Linked DNA regions of Hordeum vulgare: region 1 is linked to region 2. A link is a contact called in public Hi-C data. All regions are on one chromosome and are shown on one strand. The core of a region is the stretch at or near the end of the contact, and the rest is flanking DNA. Distances in the headings are between cores, read along the strand shown. Region 1 has its middle 190 kb from the start of LOC123448167. Region 2 holds the start of LOC123448167 (DDT domain-containing protein PTM-like).

What was found. A called contact is a pair of places that touch in the nucleus more often than the background predicts.
Region 1: a Hi-C map of seedling shows a contact between it and region 2, with 2.2 times the contacts expected there. The contact joins the enhancer-like site here to the promoter of LOC123448167 in region 2. A contact is called at or near these places in 2 of 6 Hi-C or Micro-C datasets (leaf and seedling) and 1 of 1 datasets of contacts at active chromatin or transcription factors (embryo).

The regions. Positions count from the first base shown.
Region 1 is chr4H:138,919,368-138,922,067 of MorexV3_pseudomolecules_assembly, forward strand. No RefSeq gene overlaps it. Among protein-coding and RNA genes, the nearest start is that of LOC123448167, 190 kb to the left of the region's middle. Within about 2 kb of position 1,299, at least 3 of the 3 cell types and tissues checked have open chromatin away from gene starts, as enhancers often do. A contact at or near this core is called in leaf and seedling, where this site is marked.
Region 2 is chr4H:138,729,670-138,732,369 of MorexV3_pseudomolecules_assembly, forward strand. LOC123448167 (DDT domain-containing protein PTM-like) reads left to right here and starts at 1,332. Exons shown (of 10, transcript XM_045124968.1): 1 at 1,332-2,700. The coding sequence starts at 1,667.

The sequences.
Region 1 (2,700 bases), core at 49-2,548, 190 kb after region 2:
TTGCTCAAGTAGTAGTAGTAGTAGTACTTCCTCATCGTGTAATAAAGAGCTACAATATTTAGAGCATTTGTAAGCTCGCGAAGGTAGTTAGAAGGTAATTTCTTTACCCTTGTGTAAACCCTTCAGGGGTTCTCGAAAGGGAAAACCATATGTAAATTATGTTGGGGAAATGATGTAGTTTCGTGTTTTCACTTGGTATTTTATTTTTGAATTTATGGAACGAGTTCTTATGCTAGGGATCCTATAGGAGAAAACTCTGCCGGTAGTTCTCTGTGTAGCCTTTTATGGCATTTGAATGAGAACCTTATGGCCGTAGAGAAGTGTTCCCTTTGGGTGAAACTGCCTGGGAAGATGATAGGAATTTACTCCATAAATTTGCAACTAAAACATCAAGTGAACGAACTTAGCTACATCTGAAACAACATAATGATAAATATGGTGAGTACTGAGTAGGATATTACACCACTGCATACACCTCAGTCGTCTTGTTGGCCTCGACGGCCCCTCAAAGATCCTGCAATATAAGCGAAATAATTTAAAAACACTTCGTATTAAAAATAATATAAAATAAATAAATAAGTTTGTATTTACTCGTATACGTAATCACGTATATCAACATTAAAACCTGAATTTATAACTTAATATAGTTTAGATTTATTATTAATATTCTACCATCAGTGGTAGTTACCACCACTTGCGTTTTGTATGTTGTATGAAGTATGTATCAAATTGGAGAGTATGTATGCGTAGTATGTAGTATATAATCATGTTTAGGTAGTATATATATTGTTTTTTTGTAATACGTATCATATTTTGTGTATGCTCTTTTTTACATACAAATATATATATGTATTTCACAAATATAATAAAAACTATGGATCAACTTGTAATTTTTTCATGTAACTCACTTTAAAAAATCTTGTATACAATATATAAACATAATTAAAATAATAAATTAGTATATATACTCCCGTATGGTAGTATATTAAACATGTGAGATAACTACCCCGGATGATAGAATGTATTTTTCCTATATATATGGTGGGTCTATTCTACAAACACCCTTAACATCCTTATTCTACTAACACCATCTTGTACCACACGGCGGCCCGAAAAAACTGCATTAGCTCGAAAAAACACCACCTTCAACTTCCAACTTCCTCCGGCACGGCGCACCACTCTAGGCTGCCGTCCCACCCCCACCTTCTCCACGCGCGGTGCACCAACCCGACCCGCCGCCCCACTGAGCCCACATGTCGCCACCCCACCTTATCGTCTCTCTCCCACTACCTCCCCACAACGTCGCACAAGCTCTCCCCAATCTACCACCACCTTCTCCCCACGCCGCCTCCTCCCACCGCGCCACCACCTATGGCAACACCAACTCCTACCACCTTCCCACATGCACGGCGCGACCCTACCGCCGTCCATCGCGCCCTTGCCCGCCGTCCACGCATCCCGCCCCCTCCCGCGCCGCCCCAACCTCCTATACGCCGTTCCGACGCGGCCACAGTCCCTCGCAAGTGGATGCAAACGCCGCGACCTCCAGTGACGCCCCAAGCTCCTACAGGATGCATGGGACAAGGCCCAATGGCACGTCACCTCCGACCACCACAACATCGCCCCACCTCCCCACCTTCTTCGCCCCGGATATAAAGACTGGATCCACCGCCGTCGTCGGCATCGATTGAATCCATCCACCCCCTTGTTGGATCCGAGCCTCCTCACTGCCGGATCCCCTTATTGTTCTCTAACACAGGCTGAAGGCGAGCTTGGACGCCGGAGCTCTTCCCCGCGTCGGGCCATGGCCATTTTTCTGAGGTCGACGGGTAGGAGCAAGCCACTCGATCCACTGAACTCAGGGGGCGTCCAGAGGAGGAGCATGCCGCGAGCTCCCCTTCCTCCTCTCCCCCGAGGCTCCGCCCAATAGTCTGCCGGTGCAGCCTCACCCCCGTCCGAATTCTTCCTCCACCGCGCTGGCGACTGTATCAGAGCATCCTCGCCGCCCCGGCATCAGATCCGGGAGGCCTCGGCCACTCCACGCCCACCCTGCCATGGATATGGTGAGATCCACCATCACATCTTTCCCAGCCTGTGTGCGATGATGACGAAGGCCCGAGGATGAAGACGCCGACATCATGATATGGCATTGAAGTGCATCAGCTTCTCGCCATGCAGCTCAGTTTCTGCACGCACGCGGTGCGGCATCTCGCTTGGTGTAGTTCGCCAACAGGTCGACAACTCATTTTGCATTTCAGCAGTTGGCTTTTGCGGTCTAGTTCATGTTTTTGTATGTTTATGTGCACAAAAGACATTTTTTTGCAGAGTTGAGATGTATTATTCATGTGTTGTGGTTGCAGCGCATTTCGCTTCTGCGTGCGGTACGCCGATATTTTCGTTGGAGTTCACTTCGACCATATATGCAGTTTGTAATTTCGGGGATGACTTGTAGTAGACTTAGTTATGCCAAAAAGATATCGACTTTCTTTATGGTATGGTGCATTTCTTTTTTATTTGTCCATGTGTCAAAGTTTGCAGTGCAATTAGCCGTTTCGTGCGGTTTATTATACTTGTCCTGGCAGTTGAAGTGAAATTATCAAAGAAAACATTAGCTAAATGTTGATAAAAATGCAGTTCTTTGTGTTGACCTTGCAATGCGGTTTTCTATGTGATGCAGTTTACTTCGTAGATGTTCATGTC
Region 2 (2,700 bases), core at 82-2,581:
CTCCATCATGTCCAAACATTAGCTGCCACAAAGGATAATCTTTCACTCTTCTCCCTCCTTGAGCTCCTCTTCGAGCCACAGAGGATAATCTTCCAACATGTTCAGATAGAAACAAGGGGTCAGGTAAAAACTGCAAATTAGTTGGCCGATTGTTGTCAAACAGAAGGAAATTCATAACATAACTCATTCTACACACTTGGATCAGCAACAATAATCAACACCCCACTAATTTAACCCTAAAGCAACCGTCAACCCTTGATCATGATCACCACCCTGTAAAGCCAAAATTCGTCCTTCCTTCAACCTCCTACAACAATAATCCATCCTGCACAACTAATCTACCACGGAAAACACCAACCTTTGCGACCTAAAATCCATCCCATCACAGACAGAAATAGGGGTGTGCCGCGACGAGAAAGGGGGAGGGAGGGCTCATACCGTACTCTGGAGGGAACAGCCCCGGTTCCCGGAGGAGTGGCTCCATGCCGCGTCGATCGACGGTGCCAACGCCAATGCCGTCGACGGAGAACCGTAGTCGTGTCGAAGGCAGCGGTGTGCTTGAGACATAAGAAGAAGGGTTAGGGAGGGTTTCTTGGCAGCTGGGGCAGTTATATCAGGCGGGGTCTATGAAAAATGCTCACCATTCAGGGGGGTTTATGAAAAATGCTCAGCCGAGCCGAAGCAACAGCCGACGCGTGCCTCCTTCCGACGTGGCTGCCGCCACGGCGCGTTTCGGACACTTTTATGCCCAAATGTTACCGCATCAAAGTAACTGTATCACTTTTTTGTTTTTTTTGTTTATGTACGAATCCGTTAGCACGTCGAAAGTTTATGTACCCATATGTGATTGACTCTTTTTTTTATTAGGTGTACATACGATGTTTGATGAATTGATGAGTTTTTGAAAAGAAAGCCCCGCGAAGCCGACACTTCGTTGGCGCAAAAGCAAGCAGGCCAGGCGTGTCACTACTCACTCGCTGCTGGCCACTCCCTCCATCGTTTTGAATTTGAAAAAGCAGCAACGCCTCCCTCCATCCTGCTCCCCGCCGCCGACCACACGTCGTCGCACTCCGTGACGTGCTGCTGCAGGCGACGCACGCCCGACCACGGCCTGGTCCCGCCAAGCCAGTTAAGCCCAGCCGGGACACGTACTAGGACGAACTGTGTCCCCACTGGGTCGGTCGGTCGGTCAGTTCCGCAACTGGACACCTTGACTCGCAACCGACTCTGGGCCGGGTGGGGTGACGCGGGCGAGCCCGGGTGCGGCTCGTTTTCCGCTCCCTCCCCTTTTGTGCTCGCTCGTGCCCCCCCCCCCCCCCGTCTCCACCCTCCCTCTCTCGTCCTCCATCCCGCCGCCGCCGCCGCCGCCGCCACCCAATAGGCATAGCCTGTAGGGTTGCGAGACCGATCCACCGATCAGACTCCGGTTTCCACTCATCCTCCTCTCTCGGCCGCCGACGCCAGCCCGACTCCGCAGATTCGCCATAACTGTTCCTCCTGAAGGCGCGCCACCCCAAGCGCTCCGCATCTGCTCTGCGCCGCCACGAGCGCTCGCTTCCGTCGGGGTCTCGGCCGGGAGGTGGTGTCTTCACATCGCGGTGCGTATTACGATGCTTCTGTAGCCGCCGCCGCTAGGGTTTTTCGACCGCGCACGGCGTGTGCACGGATGGACCCTGTGGCGGAGGTTTCTCATCGGATGCTCGGCGCCGCCCCTCCTCCTCCCGCCGACGACGCGATTGAGGGGATCGGAGTGGAGATCGCGCAAGTTGGCGTGTCGGTGGCGGCGGGAGAAGCAGAAACCCACCCAGCGGCGGCGCTATTGTTGGGTGAGGGCAATGAGGGTGGCGTCCTGGACAGGCGGCAGGATGGGGCGGCGCCCGCGCTGAGCGAGGCCAACATGGACGTGGATGCGGCACCCTTGGCGACAGAGGGCAATGAGAGTGGCGTCCTGGACAAGCAGCAGGACGGGGCGGCGCCGCCCGTGAGGGATGCCAACATGGATGTGGACGGGGCGTCCTTTCCGAGCGAGGGCAATGAGGATGGCGTCCTGGACAAGCAGCAGGACGGGATGGCGCCTGCTGTGAGCGAGGCGAACATGGATGTGGATGAGGCATCCTGTCCTAGTAGAGAGGACACAGAGCACCATGCAGCAACCGAGTCCACAACGGAGGTGAATGAGTGTGGCGTTCTGGAGAAGCAGCAAGACGTGGCTGCATCTGGGATGGGCAAAACCAAGATGGTGGTGGACGAGGGCAGGGCTCCCCAGCAAGATCACACCGTGGGGGCTGTGCCAGGTGAGGCGAGGATGGGGGAAGCTGACAGCAGAGTAGTGGACCAACATCCCAAAACATCTGATGGTGGCTGCCCGGTGAAGAAGGATGAGGAGGGTGAATGCTTGGTGGGCTGCTACATAAGCAGGAGCGTTTCAGATGATGGACGTATTTGCCTTGGAAAGGTTGCATCCTATGATGGCAGCATTGGCGTGTACAATGTGGTGTTTGAGGATGGACAGGGCGAGGAGTTATTGCTTCATCAGCTCAGAGAGTTACTTATGGATGAGAAGAGTAGCGCATCTGGTATGAAGATGAGCTGCAGGAAGAGGAAGCTGGACTTGCTGGTTTCACCAGGGAGTGCCATGGAGACCAAAGCGGCATGGCGTACTAGACAGAGGGTTGATCCGTGCAAGATGCCTGCCAGGCC